3 separate regions of the Mus musculus genome follow, and regions 2 and 3 are each linked to region 1. The links are chromatin contacts, called in public HiChIP or PLAC-seq maps. All regions are on one chromosome and are shown on one strand. Each heading gives the region's core, a stretch centred on a gene start, on an enhancer-like site or on the middle of the called end of the contact. The rest is flanking DNA. Distances are from core to core; before and after follow the strand shown.

The links. HiChIP or PLAC-seq counts read pairs in DNA pulled down with a chosen protein or histone mark.
Region 2: an H3K4me3 HiChIP or PLAC-seq map of the 230-238 cell line shows a contact between it and region 1, with 17 read pairs. The contact joins the enhancer-like site here to the promoter of Epdr1 in region 1. A contact is called at or near these places in 2 of 39 promoter capture datasets (the HPC-7 cell line and the SN4741 cell line), 2 of 484 Hi-C or Micro-C datasets (embryonic stem cells and nephron progenitors) and 15 of 115 datasets of contacts at active chromatin or transcription factors (the 230-238 cell line, bone marrow-derived macrophages, embryonic forebrain and 4 more).
Region 3: a contact with region 1 is called in an H3K4me3 HiChIP or PLAC-seq map of forebrain, with 2.8 times the contacts expected there. The contact joins the enhancer-like site here to the promoter of Epdr1 in region 1. A contact is called at or near these places in 13 of 39 promoter capture datasets (the 3T3-L1 cell line, 3T3-L1-derived adipocytes, the HPC-7 cell line and 6 more), 4 of 484 Hi-C or Micro-C datasets (cerebral cortex, cumulus cells, frontal cortex and 1 more) and 17 of 115 datasets of contacts at active chromatin or transcription factors (the 230-238 cell line, astrocytes, bone marrow-derived macrophages and 9 more).

Annotation. Positions count from the first base shown.
Region 1 is chr13:19,617,885-19,622,037 of GRCm38.p6, reverse strand. It overlaps Epdr1 (ependymin related protein 1 (zebrafish)), which reads left to right and starts at 2,208. Exons shown (of 3, transcript NM_134065.4): 1 at 2,208-2,744. The coding sequence starts at 2,476.
Region 2 is chr13:19,410,374-19,414,526 of GRCm38.p6, reverse strand. All of the region lies in intron 1 of Gm40827 (a long non-coding RNA gene), which reads right to left. It also overlaps the pseudogene Gm18131. Among named protein-coding and RNA genes, the nearest start is that of Gm40827, 17 kb to the right of the region's middle. Within about 2 kb of position 1,741, at least 12 of the 459 cell types and tissues checked have an H3K27ac peak or open chromatin away from gene starts, as enhancers often do. A contact at or near this core is called in the 230-238 cell line, where this site is marked.
Region 3 is chr13:19,436,216-19,440,368 of GRCm38.p6, reverse strand. No RefSeq gene overlaps it. Among named protein-coding and RNA genes, the nearest start is that of Gm40827, 42 kb to the right of the region's middle. Within about 2 kb of position 2,153, at least 6 of the 459 cell types and tissues checked have an H3K27ac peak or open chromatin away from gene starts, as enhancers often do. A contact at or near this core is called in forebrain, where this site is marked.

The DNA of each region.
Region 1 (4,153 bases), core at 959-3,458:
ACTGAGGATTAAAACAGCTGTGCAAAACAAAAACAGCAAAAAACAAACAAACAAAAAAACCACAACTGCATTTGTCATCCTTATTGTGTAAGGTATAGAGACAAACACTATGAAGACATTAATGATCCTATGAGATCAGATACTATTTAGATCTGTGTAAAGTACCTATTCATCCCGAGCAATCCATAAAGGCATTCTGCTTTCCTACTGAATAGGTCTCAAGTCCCAAAGATGCCAAATGCCATAGGAAAATATCAAGCAGAAGGGGGTGGCCAAAAGGCACCTCATGCCTTTTCTGGTAGTGAAATCCCAAACCTAGTCTACCGCCCCCCTCCCCGCACCACACACACTGAGCAAAAAAGATCATTAGATTAACTTTCTAATGAGAAGAGAGGGGGTATAGAAAGACAGAAGGACAGAGACAGAGACAGACAGAGGGATAAAAACTTCCCACCTCTTTCTCCAACCCAGTATAGATGAGACCCTAGGTTCCTCCCAACACTAAATGAAAACAAGAAAAGAACTAAAAGAAGGAAACTATTAAGACAGGAATTTGGGACAGAGGGGTAGAGCTCATTGTTGCGCTCACTCCAAGTTCACACTCAGCCTAAGGAAGCTACCTTCAATGTGGAACTCTACCTATCAGGCCCACCGATAGTCAGTCTGTCCCTGTTTTTCATAATGTTATACAGAGCAGAGGGACTTGTCCGAAAATTCTTGTCAATTGTCCTTCCTCTTCCTGCCCTCCCAAAAGGCTTGCAGCTTTAGCACTAAAGCCATTGTCCTCTAGTTGGGTGCTTCTCTGGGGTGACTCCCATTTGGGCTCCCTATTCTTCCTTTCTCCCCTCCTACATGCCTGCTGCTCTCAGGATTTTGACCCTAGCTTTCACCTCAGTCTTCCCTCTCCCGTCAACTCCAAGTTTCCTCATTCTCAGGACTTTTGAAACGTAGGTTGGAGAGTTCCTTGTCAAATATCCCTGGGAGGGGGGTGGCAAGAATCATCCATCCATCCATCCATCCATCTCAAATTCTCTTCAGTGACCCTTTCTATGCCTGTGGCTTCCGAATCTAAGACTTGGGCACTGCATGCTCAAGCCATGCAGAACTGTCTTTGGTTGTCTCTACCTAGATATTCCCCAGTCATCTCAAAGCTAACTGGCTGAACTACAATTTTCCTTCCTTCCTTCCTTCCTTCCTTCCTTCCTTCCTTCCTTCCTTCCTTCCTTCCTTCTTTCCTTCTTTCCTTCCTTCCTCTCATTTACCCAAATCAGAACCCCCTGCCTCCAACTTCAATCTTTCTTTGTAATTTCAAGCTCCATTCCACCCTACCCATCCCCATTGCTGTCACTCAGCTACTCTACAGCTGGCTTGTAGTGTAGCAGCTTCTGCCCTGATACCCTGCCACTCTGTCTGACACTGCATTTTCTTCCTGTGCTAGCCGAGTGAGCTTTCTAATATACATCGCTTATGAGGGTTGTCCCTGGCTTTTTGTGGGCTTGTGGCTCTCACAGTCCTCGATATCAACAACAAAACACTCAACAGCTTTTAAGGCCCTAAATGATCAGGCTCCTGATTGTCTTACAGATACTTGCTTGGGCTCCAATCCTGGAGTTCTTTTGACCTCACTCAGAAATGCCCCAAACCATTTCCTCTTGGCTCACTCTTCTTCATAGTAGGTATTAAGTGGAAATGTAAATAACATTGTAAAGCAAGGGTCTTTAAAAAATTGCCTCATCTCATCTTGTTTCTATATTATTATTAATCCTACCATTACTTAAACACACACACACACACACACACACACACACACATACACTAAAGTAAACCTCTAAAAACACAAACCTCTGGACTTGAAGCTTTGACGTGTAGGAGAGAGGAATCTCACTGAATTGAGACTCAGGCCTGAGATTGGAAACTGCACAACGAACACCACAGAAATTTAGTGTCATTTCTTCAGGAAGGGACCATTGTAACACTTTTAATTTGTAAAAAAAAAAAAAAAAAAAAAAAAGTCACGATTTTACCAAGAAACAAATTACAGCAGCCAGAGAATGTGCCACACCTCTGCTCTGCTCCTGTCCTCCTTGAGGGGGGTTGCAGTTCTTGGAGAAAGGAGTCCCTTCTCAGAGAATTACCCCTTCCATCCCAAACCCTTTAAGTGCGATGCCCTTTAGGATGCTAGTGGCATCACTGCCGCTGCGTTTCCTGTTGGCAGCAGAGAGCAGGAAAAACAAGCTTTGGTAAGCCTCCGCCAGAGCAGAAAGAGCTGGGGCGATTCACGCGGCTTTCCCAGGCCGGTGTCCCGGTGTCCGGAGCCCCCAAGCCAGGAGCCTGTGGAACGGAAAATCGAGAGAGGCCTGAACTGGGTCCCGGAGCACACCTTTCGCCAGGGCGCAGAGAAGGCTCACGCGACTAGTCCAACGCAGGGCCTCGGCTCTCTCTGGAGCTCGGCTGACCCTGGGGCGGCAGATCACGATGCCCGCGCGCGCTCCCCGCCGCCTGGTCCAGGGGCCTCGGGGGACCTGGCTGCTGGGAAGCCTCTGGGTCTGGGTGCTGTGCGGCCTGGGGATGGCGGGCTCCCTGGGAACCCCACAGCCATGCCAGGCACCCCAGCAGTGGGAGGGACGCCAGGTTCTGTACCAGCAGAGCAGCGGGCACAACAACCGCGCCCTGGTGTCCTACGATGGTCTCAACCAGCGCGTGCGGGTGCTGGACGAGAGGAAAGCGCTGATCCCCTGCAAGAGGTAGGCAGCTTGGAAGGGCAAGACGGCGGCCAGGGGAACGCCAGCTCGGGCGGGGGCTTGCTACTCCAGCTAGACCCCCAGCAGCTCCCGGCCCCTCCCGATCCCCAATTAAGTTATAGGGGGCCTTGGGATCCGCTTGGTCTGACCACTGAGGTAGAGGCAGGCAAAGAAAGGACTCTCCAAGGGCAAGATGGAAAAGCCAGGCATTCTAAGTCCAAGTTAGCCTCATGTCTTAACTGCTGAGTCAGGCTTCTGGCACCTGGAGTCCCCTGCAGTCTAGGGCGTGTTTTTTGTGTAGAAGGGACAAACACAATATTCTCTAAAATTTTTGTTTACAATGAAAACATTTTAAATCACAGTGTGTGTGTGTCTCTGTGTGTGTGTGTGTGTGTGTGTGTGTGTGTGTGTTGCCTGTGTGGAGGCCAGAGGACAACTTAGAGTCGGTTCACTCTCTCTCTTCTGACATGTGGCTCTAAGTACAACACTGTAAAAGGCATGGGAAATGATTTTTAAAAGCTCCTCCCAGCTCATTACCCTATTACAATCTGACCATGTTTGTTTCCATCTTGAGGATTTTCTCTTTTGAAAAACTAGTTAAAACTCCCATTAGAACACATATACTTTCTCCTTAAAACATCTGTTAGATACATATACTGCCACCTTAGAATAGACGCTGGGGCACATACATTCCCACCTTAAAATCCCAATTTTACGTATCCTTCTCTCTTCTCAGTTTATTAGGTTTTTTTAAAACCTATTTTTAATGACCACAGAAATTGCAAAATGGGAGGGCATGCTATCTGTCACACACATGCTCAACACAAATGCGTGCACATTTACATACACACACACAAGCAAACCAATGGTAGTCAATTTAGCTTTCCATTTTGTGTTGATAGAGGACATACTTTTTTAGAATGTCACCTTGTTTCTGGTCTCTTTAAGACCTACTTTCTAATTTAAGATCACCACCTGTCTCGGTGGCTCAGCCCTCCACTAATGTCCAGTGTGTGTCATGCAGTCACACTGACATCTCTTCATGGCATTTGCACCAGGAGGAGATACGATGGTCCTGGTAAGATTGGTGATGAATAAGAACCACTAGCTCCCAGCACAAAACAAAGCTTGGTAACACCGTTTCACCAAAAAACCATTGGAAGTGTTGGGCTTCTTGATTAAAGTAGGGGAAAGACAACTTTCTGAACCACCTAATCAGAGTGTGAGACCACCCATTACCAAATGCAGGAGACTCACTGTACTCTTGGATTTTTTTTCTGCTTTTGAGGATTCAACAAACCATGGATAGAAAATATGTGAAATCATATTGCATGTACTAAGCACATCCATACTATTTTTCTTGTCATTGCTTGTTAAACAATACAGAACTTATTTGAATAACATTTATATTA
Region 2 (4,153 bases), core at 492-2,991, 210 kb after region 1:
CAATGACACTTCTTTTTCATAACTATGTAAAGCAACCCTAAAACTCATATGAAGTAGCGAGATACCATAAACAGCTCACATTATGCTAAAAAACAAACCAAAAAACAAACAGAATTAAAAGAGCTGACTGAAACATTACAAAACTAGAATAATCAAAACCAATACCGCAGAAAGAGAGGTAGTGGGATCACTAGAATAGTAAAGATCTGAGGAAAAAAAAGCAACTATGAGGTTGGTGTTCCAAGATCATGGACCAAAGCAACAAAGTACACAAAGAAATGGTTGCACGGATTAAGGTGTAGTGGGAAAATGCATGGATTAAGGAAGGTGTAGTGGGAAAATCTGGTAGCAGCTTGCAAAACAGTAGACATGCAAGATATGATGTGTATTAAAACTAGCAACAGATTAAAAATAGAAATATTCCACCTAAATCTGGCATAGGTACAAATTTTATGATACTGGATTTTGTAATTTTTATTTTCTTCTATAAAAAAAATCATAGGAAATAAAAGCAAAAGGTTAGGCCTTTTAAATTTGCACATCAAAGGAAAATACTAACAGGGTGAATACATATACTGCAATAGAGAAAATATTTGCAAATCATATACCTTACTAGGATCTAGTGCCAAAATACACAAAGAATTCCTACAACTCAGCAAAGAACAAAAGCACCTCAATATGGTTGGGCTCCATTGACTTCAACATTGACAACAGCTGTGAGCCAGATATACTAGAAACTATGCTTTCTTCATTGTTTTTGTTTTTTTCTTTCTTCTATGACAAAGGTACTGGGTGGAGGAGAGGTTGTGAGTGGAGGGGGAGTAAAAGAGAGAGGGATACACCTCTAATCTCCTTTCCCCTAAACTTCTTTTCCTTTGTTAATTAGCCTTTATTGTTTCCATTTTGTTTTGTTTTATTGAAGATCCCTTACTGACCCTACTTCCATGAATGACCAAGATCAAGGGGGGGGGGCACCCAGCTGCCATAGGGAGGCTCATTTCCACATTTCATCTACACACAGAACTAAATGGACAAGCAGAATCACTGTTGTGGTTAGGAGTTGGCAGCCTGCGATGGGGAGGGATGTAAGGATGCTGTTAGAAAGTTACAGGCTCTTCCTAAACTGAGTGCCTGTAGAGGGACTTGGTCCGCTTCCACCCAAGAGGAATCAGAAGATCAAAATCACTTTGGGAAAGCTAGAACTGGCAGGAAAGGGGCAGCCTGCAATCCCCATGGGAAGGTCTGGGACTGCTAGATAGTCCAGGCTAGAGGCTGTTGCCAAAGGCTTGTCCTCCAGAAAGCAAGAGCTGTTACTAGTTTTTCAGCCAGGGTGCAGCAGTTCTGTGTAGCCATCCCTGGTAGCAGTTAGCTTCCAATTCATGCTTGATTCCTGTTAGCTTTGTCTTGATGACATCCTTGGAATTGGCATAGATCATTTTGCTCTTAAAGGGTGCATTCCCAAGGGTTCAGAAGATGAACACCAGGTCCTCCTTCTAGTTCTCCTTGGTCATGTAAGTTGCATCTTAGAGAGCCTAGTGGCAATCCTTGTCTGGCAGCATCTTGATAAAAGTGGTGTAGGGGACATCCACAGTTTGCCCTGCATCTCCTACCAGGATCTGCTTGCCCTCACTCAGGCAGAAGAACACTCACTGCCTTTTTGATGTCTTCACTTCCGTGTCATTGAATACCTTGATGACACCATTAGAGACAGTCACACCAGAGACCATGTTTCAGAGGCAAAAGGGAGACTAAGTGAGCTACGGAAGAATTGAGCAGCCACAGCTGGTCCAGGTTCTGACTCATCACTAAACTTCTAAACAGACTGTCTTCACATACACACACACACACACACACACACACTCCAAACAAACTAACAAATAAAAACCTCAGAAACTCTGCCAGCCCCTACTTAACAAAAAGCCAGGTTTACCAACAAGTGCTGAGCACTTATTGGTGCCTGCCTGTATGATTGATTTATCTGCTTTCCAAGGAGCATTATGAAGGACATAATTTTATGGAGAAACTTTCCACCAACATAGGGCTATCAAAAATCAGGAATTACTAACTTAAATTTATATTTACTTAAATTCTGTCACCACAGCAAGCTTACAACAAAACTAGAAATTCTCAATAAGAGAAAAAAGCAATGAGGATAATTTTCTTTGAAAACAACCATGACAATGGTAAAGGTTTCCTGGATATGCCACCATTATTTTGGCCCTTCCTCATACATTACCACGAGAACCTTCAGAAGATTTTTCCTGCCAAAATAAACATTGTGTGAAAACTTTATAAGTATAGCTGGGAAGAAGAGACCCGTGACCTCTAGGTGACTCCTTGGTACTTTGCAATGCAAAGGCCTAATTTGACATGTGGAATTGGTGGTCTAACCAACTTTGGCTAGCAGTGAGTCCACATGTAAGGGAGAGACAGTGGCTCCCGACCTAGGTCACCAGCTCAGTCTCACGCATGGTGAGTCATGGTGGCAGAAGGGGGCCTCCTTCCTGGCCGTCTTGACTCACTCAGTGGAGCAGGAGTGAATTCTCACTGGAGTTGTGGTCCTGAGCTACAAGAGAGACCACATTGAGCTAAACGGTTTCACCAAAATGCAACTGAATCCCTCATGTTTGGAGGGAACAGGATGGAAATGACCAAATTCACTGATTACTGGGGTTGGCAAAGTTCTACCAAGTCCCAACATTAGCTATGGGATCATAAATTTTATTTTCTTTGTGTTTTCAACTTCTTAGAGATAATTTGCTGCATCTGAATCAGACTTTTCAATGAGCTTTTTAGGGTGTTCCATCCTATTCACTATAATGAATAAATTAGCATTCAAAATCCACTCAGAGTAGACCCAAATGTCTCATTTTGTTTTAGAATCCATTGTCTGATAGCATGGATTCTCCACCTCCCAATGTCCTTTCATGGTCACATTCTTTCCAGAAGTGTCATTTTCTTTCTTTTTCCTTCCTTCCTTCCTTCCTTCCTTCCTTCGTTCCTCCCTCCCTCCCTCCCTCCCTCCCTCCCTCCCTTCCTTCCTTCCTTCCTTCCTTCCTTCCTTCCTTCCTTCCTTCTTTCCTTTCTTTCTTTTTTAAGTTGAAACTAGCAATCCTCATGTTTAAACATTATTTATATAAAGAACATAATTTTTGTGGAAACTAAGTTGTAATATGCCTTTGTAGTTTGCCTATTACTTCATAATTGAAGGGTTGTTCTTCTAGACAAACTCCTAAAACTATTTTAATTGCAAATTAATAGAAGAAAGGCATGGAAAATGCTGGAACAAACCCTTTTTTTCCTTCCTTCCCTCATCAGATCATCCACGGCAAGCACTCTCAGAATTGGACTGATTTTTTAAACATGTGGCACCATGTGCCATTTACTGATTTCTCTGACACATGTGTTTCCATGCTCCATTCAATCAAGGCTGCCCTCAAGGATTCACTGACTCTTCTCAAGGCCTTTCTGATAATGCTTGTCTTTCTCCATTTTCTACTTGTTTTCTTATGCTTCAAATCAAAGGCTAAGGCTATTGCTACCGACTTTACTCTTGGTCTCCTTAAGTAAATATTTGTCGACTATGTCACTGTTCCTACCCTTGTATTCTCATCCATTTTGCTCTTATCTGACTTGTTCTGAGTTAAAGTCCACCTCACTCCATCCCTCAAGGCACTGTTTTCCCATACCATCTGTGGCTACTCTACACAGTCTCCTCCGATTTAAGTCCATATTCTCTTGGCTTCTTGATGTCTTACGCTTCTGTCTGTCCTTCAGATGGTGATGTTTCCTAGGACTCTGCCTGGGTTCTCACTTCCTGATCTATTCACTCTTCCTGGATGAAAATGATCTGTGCTGTGTGAATGAGACATAGTCTTTCTCAGCTCTATGTGATCTTATCTTGGGGAAGTATGGTGCTAGACAGTCATGATCACCAACACAACCTTGAACTAGGGGCTTACAAGTTCACTTTCACTGTCTCCAAGTCAAGAAGAATAAGCAAACATGGACAAGAATAAATAAGTAAATAGTCATTTATAGTAAATAAAAATAATGGTACATAAATAAAATGCTTATTTCTATATTTGCTTTTATGGGTTTTATGACTTTAGCTGTTATAATTGTCATTTTTCCCCACTCTGAGTTAATAATT
Region 3 (4,153 bases), core at 904-3,403, 180 kb after region 1:
TGTTTGCTGGTCCTTTGAGTTGAAAATCTTCATTCTCATCCACTCCTATTATCCGTAGGTTTGGTCTTCTCATTGTGTCCTGGATTTCCTGGATATTTTGAGTTAGGATCTTTTTGCATTTTCCATTTTCTTTGATTGTTGTGCCGATGTTCTCTATGGAATCTTCTGCACCTGAGATTCTCTCTTCCATCTCTTGTATTCTGTTGCTGATGCTCAAATCTATGGTTCCAGATTTCTTTCCTAGGGTTTCTATCTCCAGTGTTGCCTCACTTTGAGTTTTCTTTATTGTGTCTACTTCCCTTTTTAGGTCTAGTATGGTTTTGTTCATTTCCATCACCTGTTTGTATGTTTTTTCCTCTTTTTCTGTAAGGACTTCTACCTGTTTGATTGTGTTTTCCTGTTTTTCTTTAAGGACTTGTAACTCTTTAGCAGTGTTCTCCTGTATTTCTTTAAGTGATTTATTAAAGTCCTTCTTGATGTCCTCTACCATCATCATGAGATATGCTTTTAAATCTAGGTCTAGGTTTTCGGGTGTGTTGGGGTGCCCTGGACTGGGCGAAGTGGGAGTGCTGGGTTCTGATGGTGGTGAGTGGTCTTGGTTTCTGTTAGTAGGATTCCTACGTTTACCTTTCGCCATCTGGTAATCTCTGGAGTTAGTAGTTATAGTTGACTCTGTTTAGAGATTGTTCTTCTGGTGATTCTGTTACCGTCTCTCAGCAGACCTGGGAGACAGATTCTCTCCTTTGAGTTTCAGTGCTCAGAGCACTCTCTGCTGACAAGCTCTCTTACAGGGAAGGTGCGCAGATATCTTGTTTTTGGACCTCCTCCTGGTCGAAGAAGAAGGCCCAAAACAGGGCCTCTCTCAGAAGATGTGTTGCTTTGGCAGTTCCCAGAAGCTGTTAGCTTCTGTGGTGCAGACTCTTGCCTGTGCAGACTAAATTCCTAAGTTCCAGGGAGTCCTGGAACCAAGATGGCGACCACTGCTCCTGCGGCTGAGGCCGCCTCCCGAGCCAGGCGGACACCTGTCCTCTGGTCCGGACGGTGGCCGGCTGTCTGCAGCCTGCAAAGGGTACTGCCTCAGCGGCTCTGTGCTTCTGCCTGTCCCAGAAGCTGTCTGGTTCTCTGGCGCACCCTCTAACCTGTTCAGACTAATTTCCTAGGTCCCTTGGAGTCCCGGAACCCAGATGGCGACCGGGATGGCGACCGCTGCTGCTGAGGCTGAGGCCGCCTCCCAAGCCAGGCGGACACCTGTCCTCTGGTCCGGATGGTGGCCGGCTGTCTGCAGCCTGCAAAGGGTACTGCCTCAGCGGCTCTGTGCTTCTGCCTGTCCCAGAAGCAGTCCGGTTCTCTGGCGCACCCTCTAACCTGTTCAGACTAATTTCTTAGGTCCCGCGGAGTCCCGGAACCCAGATGGCGACCGGGATGGGGACCGCTGCTGCTGAGGCTGAGGCCGCCTCCCAAGCCAGGCGGACACCTGTCCTCTGGTCCGGACAGTGGCCGGCTGTCTGCGGCCCGCCAAGGGTGCTGCCTCAGCGGCTCTGTGCTTCTGCCTGTCCCAGAAGCTGTCCGGTTCTCTGGCACACCCTCTGACCTGTTCAGACTAATTTCCTAGGTCCCGCGGAGTCCCGGAACCCAGATGGCGACCTCAGCTACTTTCTTATATAGCCTTGGCCCAGCGGCCTCGAGATGGCATGTCCACAGTGGACTCAGTCCTCCTACATCAACTAGCAATCAAGAAAATGTTCCATAGACGTGTGTGCAGACCGGTCTGTTAGAGGAAATTGAATTGCCCTATTCCCAGATGCGACAAGGTGCCAAAATGAACTAGGACAAGTGTGACACCACTTCATGTGACTAAAGAGGTTTCCAAAGCTAGCAAATTTCATTAATGATTAATTAGTTTAAAAAAATCCAGTCAGGGTATATCTATCATCATTAAATATTTAGCATTACATTAGAAAAGGTGATTTTTGTCTTTTAATTATAGTTTTTACCACTAGGTGGCAGTCACCAAAAGGTTTTATTCTATCTTTTATTATCAATTAAATCTGTTTTTATACAATTCACACCTGAACACAGTTCCTACCCGCTTCACTCGAACCCCTCCTGCACAGATCATGGCGTCACAGTGGCCATGACTATTTCGTTTGCTTTATGACAGCTGAAGCTGACTCGGGGCTATGTGATCATGGCTCGGAGCCGTATTTCGGAGCAGGGCACAGAACTGAAGATAGTGCGTCTTCCCCCCCAGAACCTACCAACAGCTTAGCTTAGAGCTAGGGATAGGGGCCCGTGAGCTCCCCCTCCCACTTGGCTTATTACTCCTAGGGCCAGTGTTGTGTGTGCCCAGTGCAGGAAACTACAGCTATTGTGAGTTAATACGTGGAATCGTTGCGTGACATAGTGGCTTTTTGAAACCTTTCACCCTGTCTTCTGGGTCCTACATACGCCTCACTCTCTTCTTCAGTGTTCCCATGCTTTACAGGGGATAGTGTTTCACTTTACCTTCAAAGTGGGCATTTATCTGACTGAAGACATTGAATGCCCAGATCTGGGCCATGTTTTCATCAACTCTTTGTGTTTTCAAACTTTTCATTTAAAATCAGAAACTTCTATATTATAAAACTATTATGTGTCGTGTGTGTGTGTGTGTGTGTGTGTGTGTGTGTGTGTGTGTGTGTTCCACACTGTGTGTGTGTGTTCCACACTGTCAAGCATCCTTGAAGTAAAGTATATCCCGAGATCTTTTGTGTCACAGCAAGTAAAGACATCTTCCATGAAAGTCTTAGGAGCTAAGTTCCATTCTCAGGACCCATAAAAAGGTAGGAGGAAAGACTAAAGAATGGATTCCAAAAAGTTGCTCTCGGCTTTACATCCATGGTGGCAGGCATATTCCACCACAACTCTCTCCCTCTCCCTCTCCCTCTCCCTCTCCCTCTCCCTCTCCCTCTCCCTCTCCCTCTCCCTCTCCCTCTCCCTCTCCCTCTCCCTCTCCCTCTCCCTCTCCCTCTCCCTCTCCCTCTCCCTCTCCCTCTCCCTCCCTCTCTCTCATGTATGCTTATGCATAATACTTTTTAAATTGTGTTGCTTGCTTCTCTTAAAACACTGAAGACCTTCTGACACAGTTTCTCCTAATAAGAAGCAAACCAGTGGAGGCTTTCTGGTGGGAGCCCATGCACGCTCCATGCCAACCCCTGTTTATTTTCTTCTCCTTTCATGCATGTTCCAGTCTGGTCTCTGGAGGTTGTTTTCATTATAATCTTTACATTATGGCTCTGCTCAAAGTTTATTTCTGTGTTTTTCTTTGCTATATCTGTTTATTCCAAGACAGAAAATATAATTTAGCATTGAAATACACTTTAGAAATATATTATGACGATAAAACATAATAATATAGGAGCTATGATTTACTGACATACCAATGAAGCTTAACTTAAAGACAAATACCAGAGAGCTCAAGAGCAAGCTAGCATAGCAAGTAAAATGTTTTAAGGCAAACCTACAGCATTTAGCAAATTCAGTATTCAGTATCAAGTACTGGTATTGATATTTTTATTTTTCTATATCCATTGATCCATTTTCTTTCTTTCTTTCTTCCTTCCTTTCTTTCTTTCTTTCTTTCTTTCTTTCTTTCTTTCTTTCTTTCTTTCTTTCTTTCTTTCTTTTCTTTCTTTCTTCCTTATCAGATCTACATGAGTTTTATCTCACTATCTATAATGTTATGGATACTACTCAACTCTTGGCCTTGCATTCTTATACACACAGAAAGAAAGAAAGAAAGAAAGAAAGAAAGAAAGAAAGAAAGAAAGAAAGAAGGAAGGAAAGAAAGAAAGGAAGAAGAAAAAGAAAAAAATAAGCTTGCGCTGTTGGCATGTACTTTAAGCCCTTTCTACAGAGAGGTTATTGAATAGTAAATTGGGTTGTAGCTTTCTGAGCCCTCAAATTGACTGGTCATGGTTTTCCCTGTTAAGTGATGAGTGGTGCCAGAAGACATGAGGTAGGTGAACATCTCTTTGTGGTCTCCATTCTGAAGTCCCCTCCAGGCTCTGCAATGGTCAGTTTGGATAACACACATTTTTTTTTTTTAACTTGGACATCCCTTCCTGTGAGATCTCCAAAATTCCCCAGATACTAACCTCCACTCCTCAAAAGA